2 separate regions of the Mus musculus genome follow, and region 2 is linked to region 1. A link is a contact called in public promoter capture Hi-C data. All regions are on one chromosome and are shown on one strand. The core of a region is the stretch at or near the end of the contact, and the rest is flanking DNA. Distances in the headings are between cores, read along the strand shown.

Region 1 (4,985 bases), core at 890-3,389:
TTTTCATGACATCGGGTTCATTGATACAGTCTGGGGTGAATCTGGATGTTAGTTAGCAAGATTTGAAATCAGCTTGGAAACCAAGAGCATGTTGAATGGCTGGTTATAGGGTGGCCACTCGTCAAAGCTCCCATGCATCAGGTTAAAGCAGAATTTGGGACGGGACAAAGAAAAACCCAGGGAGGAAGCTAGAACAAATGTGAGGATTATAAAAGTTTTACATTTTAATTAGGAAAAAAAGTGAGATGACTGGAAACTTGAGCAACCCCCAAATCCACCTTGTGTCTTGCCATCTGCATTCTTTCTCTCTTCCCCTTTGTTTTCGAGGAGTGGTGAGAACAGAACAGTGCATCTAAGAGACCCAGCAAAGCATACTACACCATGGGCATGCAATTGGGTAATTAAAACGGATGCCAGAAACGTTAATAGATTCTAAACATGATGCAGTTTCATTTCCCAAATCCTTACATAGTGTCTTAACTGTTCCCCAGGTACTGTATCTCCAAACCCAGAAACCTAACATGAGGGTCTCTGCTTAACAGCTCACCCAGGACAGAGAAGTCTGCAATAAGCTATTTGTGTAACCCATTCCGGAGTAAGGGCTCCCCTGCTGCTCGTTGCTCCACAGTGTTTGAAAATAAGGGGCTGGAATAGCCCAGAGTCCAGCAGCATGTAGCGCCTGGCTTGTACTTACATCATTGTTAACCCTTCTGCACCTGGAAGGGGCTCAGCGGGATCAGGATGCCCCCGAGCTCCGGAACACGCAGGACCTAGGTGTAAGAGAAGAGCCCCAGGGCTCCGTGTGAGCGCTGAGCCCCTGGAGAAAGAGAGAGAGACCACGGAGAGTGCAAGGGGTTGCATCCCCGGCCCCTTGATCCCTAACAGACTCCAGTAGGGCTCGCTTCTGGCTCTCAGGGCTAGAAGCGGCAGGTGCAAAAAGCATTTGGGAGCCGCTTGCCAGTGCTTGGAGGTAATGTGCTTCCTGTCCATTTATCTCAGGAAACCAGCACAGCCTTCCCTTCGAAACAAAATTAACCTCTCATTAGCCAGCCACTCACTCCCAAGAAGGCCTTAAAAGCTTTACCCTCTCACTAATGTATTTAGGCTTTTCTTCCAGGCAAACGAAGCCGAGGCTGTACTAACATCAGCCCCAGGGGTTCCTATGGGCTCCCTCAGGAGCCAGCCAGCCTTTCACCAGTCTAGTTTGGGAAATTGGCCAACACAGGATCCCAGTTTGTAGAAGCAGTCCGACCCAACACCCCTGAACGAACTTCACACCACCCCCGCCCCCACGATAAGTTTGTCTCTGTTTTCTTGGGCTCCTCTCACATTAAAGCTTCAGCTCCATTACCCCCGAGGAATGGGGAAGGGAATGGGGAAACTTCAGTGGCCAGCTGTTCCCAGGTCATAGGAGGCGACTGTCCCTTAGGGGAAGCGTCTACGGAAAGCTGGGGGTTGGGGAGCAGCCTTCCTTAGACTCTAGTCGGTTCCAGGCATTGCAAATTAAACGTGGCCAGGAGCTTTTGGAACGCCAGGGCTTTCTCACCCTGGACCCCACAGCCCGGAGCCTGGCAGATTTATACCACACAGGTGGACCAAGACCTAAACAAAACAGTCCCGGCCGCTGCCTGCTATTCGCCCCCCCCCCACCGTCCTCCGGGCCCACCGCAAACTTCAACAAAATAAACAACTCACCACAGGCATTCCCTTGTCTGCAGCGCGACGCTTGCCAGCTGGGAAAATAAGCCGCAAGCCACGCGGCCGGGGCGCAGGAGGGAGGCCACGCCGCGCCCGCCACTCTGCCCCAGGTGGGCGGCAGGCGGGCGGCTCCACCCGGGGGCCGCTCTCCAGATGCCGGTTCCCGAGTGAGCTCCGGGGCAGTGCTTGCACCCTGCCAGCCAGCGGGGCCTCTCTGTCACCTAGGCGGAGAGGGCGGGGAGACAGGTCCCTCTCCCCAACTTCCTCCAAACTGTTCTCTTCCCACCCCTGCCCCACGGCCACAGAGGCAGACAACCTCTGCAGCGCCGGTCCCCAGTCCACCGCTCTACCCTACTGTCCTGCTGGAGACCCGACGGCAGGGAGCGTGGTACGCCTCTCCCCGTTTCCAGGTCCTGCTCTCTCCTCTCCCGCGGTCCTACACACCGGCTTGCACAAAGGCGCCTTTCACGCCGCCAGCGCCGCCCTCTGCGCCGCCCTCCGGGCCCGCAGCGCTGCCTTTACCCACCCGGCTCATCACGGTCCTGCTGCGGGCTCTGCCTGTTGTCAGCCGGACGCGTGCGGTGTTCGCACTCCGCGCCGCCACGACGGCAACAGACCCCCCTCCCCTCGATTTTTCTCCTCGCTTTTTATAGCTGTCCATCAGTGCCCTCAAAAGCACGTCCCTCCAACTATCCTCTAGGGTCTTCCTACTGCGTGTAACTGTGAAGGAGGTGACAGGGATGGTCCTCTGGACGTGTGCGAGCACAAGAGGGTTATCGTTCCTGTCCACCTGAGGTGCCAATATGACTTGGCTTCACGTCGAGAGAAAGGGTAGAAAGAAACCCCTTAGACCCAAATGAGAAAGTGTATTGTAAAAGAACTGGCTCAGGAAATGTTTCAGGACGACGTCCTTTGCATCCCGTGGAAGGAGATGGGGGAGGGGAGATCGAGCTATGTTCTCCAGGGTGATTCTTTTTTTTTTTTTTTTAATAATACAAAGTAAATTATGATTTTATTGTGAAATTCTCATAGATGGAAAATTAAATTGAATATTTATTCTGTCCATTTTTCAATTTACAATAATCTTACCACTTATTTTTGTACCATGTATTTCAATTGTCTGTTTAGTGAAAAATAAACCTGTAATTTCTGGCTTATTTTTAGTTTAATATTTTATCATTAAAGACCTCCAGGGTGATTCTTGAGCTTCATAGATAGTTAGCGGCAGCTCACTCATTCTAGAACAAGAGTGCGGTTTTGTTTTGTTTTCTTTAGTTAAGACAAAACTCTAAGCATCTGGGCTCAGGTAGTTAGTTAATCCTTATCCTCCCCAGATCGCCTTCTCTCCACTAACCTTTACCTGCAGTTTCTCCATCTAACGGTAGGGGCAGCATAGGGTAGTATAAAAAAGGGCGGGACTTCGAGGGTTTAACTTCTGAACCTTGGGTTCACTATCAAGAAAAATGTGGAAGGTTGAGGACTCAGAACTCCCAGGTTCAGAAATTCAATAACAAAAGACCCCTCGTCATATTCCCTGTCTGGATTTTTGCATTTCATTTTCCGTTATCTTCTCTAAATACCAATCAAATTGGGGAGAAAACCAAACCAAACCAAACCAAACCAAACCAAACAAAAATACCTTGAGTCCGTTTAAGGTGTCTGTAAGATACACTGGAACCTGCTCTATTTGGTATTGAGAACAACAACAACAACAACAACAACAACAACAACAACAAAAGGTGGCGGTGGTGGTGTTGGGCTCAGTTAGTGGTCCTACAGAAACAGGAATTTTAATGTCCCCACTTGTTTTGCCTTTGAAAAGCCACTTGAGCAATCAGCCCAGCAGAGCTTTAATTTAGAAACTAAAGCCTAGTCTCCTGTGTTTTTCCTTCTCCTTCTACCAACACAAAGACAAGCTGCTGCATAGCATAATGTTGAAAACGAGTTCAAAGGAAATCCAGAGAGTCAGCTCAGAAGGCGACTTCTGATGCAGCCCAGTTCTTCACTCCTCTGCACAGCTAGCTAGACTTCACATAAACACAGACACAAATCATCACAATCCCCTTTTCCATAATACTGGCCGATGCAAAAATGGATGCCAATTGTTATGCAAATCGCCTCAGCTTGTATTTATTTAAATGATACATTTAACTTTTCCACAGTCTCGTTTTTTTTTTTTTTTTTTGTCCCACTTTGAAAGCTTGGGCTTTAGTCCCCTCTGTGGTCATCTGTGCCTTATTTCCTTGTAGAGTTTTTGAAATTAATGCACAAAAAGGCTGAAATTTCATGACGTGCTAGTCTGTCTGTCTTTCTTTCTTTCTTTTCTTAGATCATCTGAATTTTCTAATCCTTCTTTACAGGTTACCTAGACCATTTTTGATTAAGAAAACTGTAGAAAGTTGGTAACTGTCACACACAGATGCCGGTTGGTGGCACATGTCAGTTTTCCAGATTTGTGCTTTGTGGGGTATCTGAATACACTGCACCAGGTTATGGTAGATTTTAGTCCACAGGTCGATTTTCCCCCATTTTTTTTAAAAATGTAAACCCTAAAGTATTCTTACAGAATTTTCTACGGTACTTAGAGAATTCTTCAGCTAGGTCAGCCCAGAGTGGGTACGGAGGCTGGGGCTGTTCACCAGTGCTGCCAGGGGCTGAATTGCTTGGCCAGTCTTGGTGGCTAGGTTCCAGTTTTCAGCAGTAATTACCTGCAGACAGATCTGCCCCTTTTCATCAATGTCAGGGTGGTAGATCTTTGTTTTAAATGTGATGTTGGGTGGTTTGAGTGGATACTTTGCTGGAAAGTTTATTTCAGTTCTGAAGGCATCATATGGAGGGCCGTCAGGAACAATAAGCCCTTGTCAAGTCAGTCAATTACGTTTGTCAACCTGGGTGTTAGGGAAGATTTCATCCCACATTTTCAGGTCTCTTCACACTCCTTCATCAGCCTCCTGCTGGCTGCCATCTATGAAGTGCTGCTTAGAAACTATACATCTCATCTCCTGTTTAAACAAAACCTAAAACCATGCCTAGCTTTTACTAGCAATATACACTTTTTAAAATAGAACTAGTAAGGAGAATTTCCTTGAGTTCAAATTTATGGGGAAGAGACATGACAGCTTATAATGCAAGTATATATTGTTTAATGATTAAATCAAGGTTGTTTGACATTTCCATTTCCTCTAACAAGTGTCTCAACACACAGGATAAGAAGCCCCCCTCTTAAAAAATATTTGTACACATTTATGGATTAAAGCATGATATTTTAGTACAGGAATACAGCATGT
Region 2 (4,985 bases), core at 634-3,133, 2.0 Mb after region 1:
AGCAAGCACCTTGTCAGCCCCAAATAATCATATTTTAAAGTATACAGTAGTGGTCAGTACACTAATTTCCAGTACCGCTTACAAATAAGTAATGTTTTACATTTGCAAATTGTTTTTAAAGCTAAAGGGGAACAAAAATATTTTTGTGGAGCATGAACGTTACACACAGTTCAAAACTCCAGTCTTCTTAACTCAAGCATGAGGCCACTGTAGAATATCAAGGTTGAACAGTTTTGACAGAGAATGCAGTGTTCTTCAGTCTCCAAATAATATCACCTGGTATTTGGTAGAAAAGCTTATAGCCATCTCACACACTGGATTAGAGCAAAGAAACTGCCAAACTTAATTTCCTTTCATTTTCCTTGAAAGTTTACAGATATTTATTTGTTTATCTTGTGTGTATCTGTGTGGGTATATGCATGCCATAGTGCATGTGCCTTGCTGTATACTTGTGTGGGGGATGGGTGGTGGGAAGGGTTGGAAGATAATTATGGCTCTCTCTCTCTCTCTCTCTCTCTCTCTCTCTCTCTCTCTCTCTCTCTCTCTTGACAGGGTTTCTCTGTATATTCCTGGCTGTCCTGTAACTCACTCTTTAGAACAGGCTGGCCTGGCCTCGAACCCAGTAATCCACCTGCCTCGTCCTCCTAAGTGATGGGATTAAAGGCATGCGCCACCACTGCCTGGCAGGTTCTCTCTTTTTTGCCATGTGGATCTTGGAGACCAAACTCAAATTGTCAGGCTAAGCATCAAGCTCCTTTACCCCCCAGAGCATCTCATGACCCCTCTTTACTTTTCAAGAGGATTTAAAACAATATATTGCAGTTTAGTTCACGTTTCTGAGCAGTAGAGATGAGTTACTTTTTTTTTTATGGGATTTTAAAGAAGATACAGGGTCTCCCTGTATTGCCCAGATTACCCTCAAACTCCTAGACTCAAGCATCCCCCTGTCTCAGCCAAGTATCTAAGACCTCAGGTACATGGTACCCAACTAGAGATAGAAAATTTAAATAACCAATAACAATTATTCTTTTAGACTCCTTTGTTCCTGCCCTTTTGTGTCAAACACAGCTCTGCCTGGGCTCCTAGGGCTAGCTCATCTTAGAAGGAAGTTTTTTGATGCCAGCAATATGGATACATGCACCTACGGCTGTACCCACAACATTAAAACCACACAACTAAAAGCACCATGCTTCACAAGAGTACCACGTCTCAGGCTGAACACAGCGTTCCTTTGACAGTCATTTAGGGGACCTGAGGACATAAGGCCTCAGCATCAGGAAGAAACAGTATCAAGGAGATATAGCAATATGTCAATAAATACAAAGACAGTCATCTGAAACATAAGGTTTCAGAAGAAATACTGAACAGTTAAAATGAACCCCAAACATATGAAACTGCTAATTTTACAGGGCAAGAGAGGTTGACTATTGCTGACTGCATGTTTTTCAACTAAGTAGATTCTGATCCCATAAAACAATCAAAAGCCAAAATGCATGTGTTACACACAGGCAGAATCTTCTTTCACTCCCAGGGAACACAAACATATATTTACAGAATCATAGACATCTATGGAAGGCAAACCTCACGGCAGTGAACACAGAGATGGACACTCACACACTCATCTTCACATGCTCACTGAACACATGAACACTGTCATACATAGATACACATGGACTCACCACATGCACTTACAAGCACATTCTTACTAGACCCCAATACATATGGTCACACATATGGTAGTAATTACCCCGCATGGCGGCAGATACCACACACGAACACACACACACACACACACACACACACACACACACACACACACACACACACACACACCTGTCTCATGGCTGTGGGTCCTCCTGGATTCTCTCTTCTCCGTCTTGTTCTGCAATCTGAGTGTGTCTGAAGCTAGCTGGAGGGGGGCCATTTGAAGACCAACACATTGCGGGGGTGGAGGAGGGCTGACGTCAGGACAAGTCTGACCAGGGGCTCTGAGGTCAGGCAGTCCTACTGCTCCACCCTCTTCAATTCCCGACATTTTCCCCATCCCCGGCTCAGATAGGACCTCCCTTCTCTGCCCCTCAAATTGGCCTTTCACAACCCCCCTCTTTCAGCCCTTCCCTCAGCTGCCTCTCTCAGCTGTCAGTGTTTTTATCTCCATCTTTCTTCTGTTACTACCCCCATCTCCCTCTCCCCCTGGCCTGCCCCCCCTCACCTTCTTACCTTTTCCTCTTCTTCGCTCTCTCTCATCTCCTCATAGCAGACTCTCTACAAATATGTCCCTCAGGATCACATTTCAGTAATGGGCAGATAGAGAAAGTACACACACACTCACGTCTGTGGGTGTGCCTGTGTTGCTGGCATGTGTTTCACAGCAGACTGGAGCTACAGCCAGAATTGTATGCTCTTTGCTGGGCTGATGTTTCTGTGTGTGTGTGTGTGTGTGTGTGTGTGTGTGTGTGTGTGTGTGTGTCTGTGTCTGTGTAGGGGTACATATGTACACACATGCTCATGTTACAGTCTGTTTGGGGCTAAGGGATGGGCTATTGGAATCTGTCTTCTGGGGGATGGCAGTGACTCCATGGAGTGACCTGAGTTCATTGCTCTGATGGAGACTAGATCAGAACAGAGCTGGGGAAGAAAAGAAGCTCTCATGGAGTGTACCCTAGCTCCTTGAGGCCAGAAGACTAGTGATCCTTATCACTCTTGTACATGGTTTCTTATAAGGATATATATACATTTTTTTTTTTAGCTTCAAGACTATGTTTTTCAGAGTTTCTCTTAGTATACAATGATGGGTTGTGTCCTGTTGTCTCTTCCTGCATTCTCTTGTGTGAGTGATTCTGATAAAGTTTATTCTCAATCTCTCTCTCTCTCTCCCTCTCTCTCTCTCTCTCTCTCTCTCTCTCTCTCTCTCTCTCTCTCTCCCTCTCCCTCTCCCTCTCCCTCTCCCTCTCTGTCTGCCTCACTCTCTCTTACTTTCTCATTTTGTACTTGATGCCTTGACTATATTTATTTCTCTACCTATCTGTATTCCCATTTCTTTCACTCTTCCTTCTTCCCCTCTCCCTATCTCATGTCTATTATCCCCGTCTTCTACTAATCTGCAATCTGTATATCTATCTACTCTTCTATCCCTCGGTGTCTCTAGCTTTCACCTGCTTGCCTGCCTTTTTATAAGACTATCACTCGGTTCTCCCCATCTGACTTTTATGACTCTGTTTTTCTTTCCTCTGGCTGCTTCATCTCTTGCAACCACTCAGCAGTCTAGTGGACAGAGCCAGGCGTGTGTGAGAATCTTGTTATACAGGGCATAGCTGCAGTGCTATGTTGGGCCTTTGCTTGACCTTGGGCACTAGGGAGAAAGTTTTTGATGGTTGAAAACTAGGTACTACCCAATATCAGGGCAGGACAGGCTGTGTCTGATGCTATTGCCGGGAACCTGTGTTGCCTAGTGTCTGTCTGTGTCAGGATGATGGATCCTCTGATGGAAGCAAGCCCAGATCTGGGGATAAGGGGAGTTCCCATGGCTAGGAGGGGATAGCCCAGGCTCCACCCAGGAGCTGGGCATTTGATTGCCTAGCCTCAACACCACCCTGACTGGGTGGAGCAGCTGTATAAAACCAGATGTTTCTAAAACCAGAGTACATGAGAGACAAACTAGGACTTCAAACCCTGAGAGTTTTCTCTGCCAGGGCACAGAGTGCACAGGCTCCTTCAGACCCAAGTGACCAGACCTTAGTACTCCTCTGTTTGACCCAGGGGCACAGTCCCTAGCTCTCCTCCCTCAGACCAAGAATTTCAGACCCCAGCCCTTCTCCCTTAGCCCTGATCGTCCAGTATTCAGTCCTCCCACTTCAACTCAGGAGTCTGAGTCTAGACATCTGCCCTCCTCTCTCAAAAAATGAATACAGGCCTAACTCTCCTCCCTCAGGCGCAGGGGTCCAGTTTTCCTTGCAAGCACAGATGACCAGGATTAAATGTAGCAAAGACAAGATGACAAGGACAGATGAAGTTGAGCTCTTTTACAGACCCCCCTCCCCTCCAAATGGGGCTTATAACTGCTCTCTGTCCTCAATCTACGATGTCTTCCTTGTCTTCCAAGTAGGATCGTCATCATTTAACTTCACCACAAGAGAAGGGTAAGGGTGATTGCTAAAAATGGAGAAGAAGCAGAGGAAAAACATGTATTCATTATAAGGACATCTCTTCAGCAGATGATGGGTGGGACCCTGGACTAAGTGATGCCAGGCACACAGAAATGACTCAGCAGGGGGCCCTGCCTCTGAGGAGATGCCAAACTAGTAGAGGAGGCAGCTGTGTAAATAGAGGATTGGGCACTGATGGAACTGAAAGGCAGGAAAAGCTTCCTGGAGGAGGTGCTCCTGACTGATGTGAAGTTAGGGGAGTGGAAAATGAAGGAGAAAGGTGTCCAAGGCAAGACTTATGGCTAGTTTACAAAACACACACTGAGTGATGCTGTGTGTTAGCATTTTGTCTAAGCTCGGACCCACAGTTACCTGTCAAAAGCCAGGTGTTCCTGACTCACTAAAAAGAGGGCTGCTTGCCCAGTTCCCTCTCTCTTGCCTTCTTTCTCTTGCTCTGTCCTCTTGCCCCTTTCCCCTATACAGGCGCTCATGGCCAGCCTCTACTCCTCTAATCCTATACTTACTTACTCTCTCTCTCTCTCTCTCTCTCTCTCTCTCTCTCTGCCTTTCTCTGTCTCTACTATCATCTCAACTCCCCTCCCCATGCCTGAATAAACTCTATTCTATACTATACCTTTGTGTGGCTTGTCCCTTAGGGGGAAGGGATGCATCAGCATGGGGCCTGAGGAGGCACTCCCTTCCCCCACACCTGACCATACCTCCACCAAACACATTCTTTCTCTCCTTGCCTTTTTATAAAGCACAGCACTGTGGAAGCACTAAGGAGTTGGGAAGTGAAGTAAGTAACAAGATCCATAAAGGCAAGATTTCTTTACAAAT

The links. Promoter capture Hi-C pulls out the DNA fragments that hold promoters and counts their contacts.
Region 2: a contact with region 1 is called in a promoter capture Hi-C map of frontonasal cranial neural crest. The contact joins the promoter of Has1 here to the promoter of Rgmb in region 1. A contact is called at or near these places in 2 of 39 promoter capture datasets (the C10 cell line and frontonasal cranial neural crest) and 1 of 484 Hi-C or Micro-C datasets (cerebellum).

What each region holds. Positions count from the first base shown.
Region 1 is chr17:15,828,926-15,833,910 of GRCm38.p6, forward strand. Rgmb (repulsive guidance molecule family member B) reads right to left here and starts at 2,140. Exons shown (of 5, transcript NM_001372257.1): 1 at 1,696-2,140; 2 at 695-770. The coding sequence starts at 699. It also overlaps the pseudogene Gm3292.
Region 2 is chr17:17,853,305-17,858,289 of GRCm38.p6, forward strand. It overlaps Has1 (hyaluronan synthase 1), which reads right to left and starts at 1,884. Exons shown (of 5, transcript NM_008215.2): 1 at 1,834-1,884. The coding sequence starts at 1,842. All of the region lies in intron 1 of Gm36907 (a long non-coding RNA gene), which reads left to right.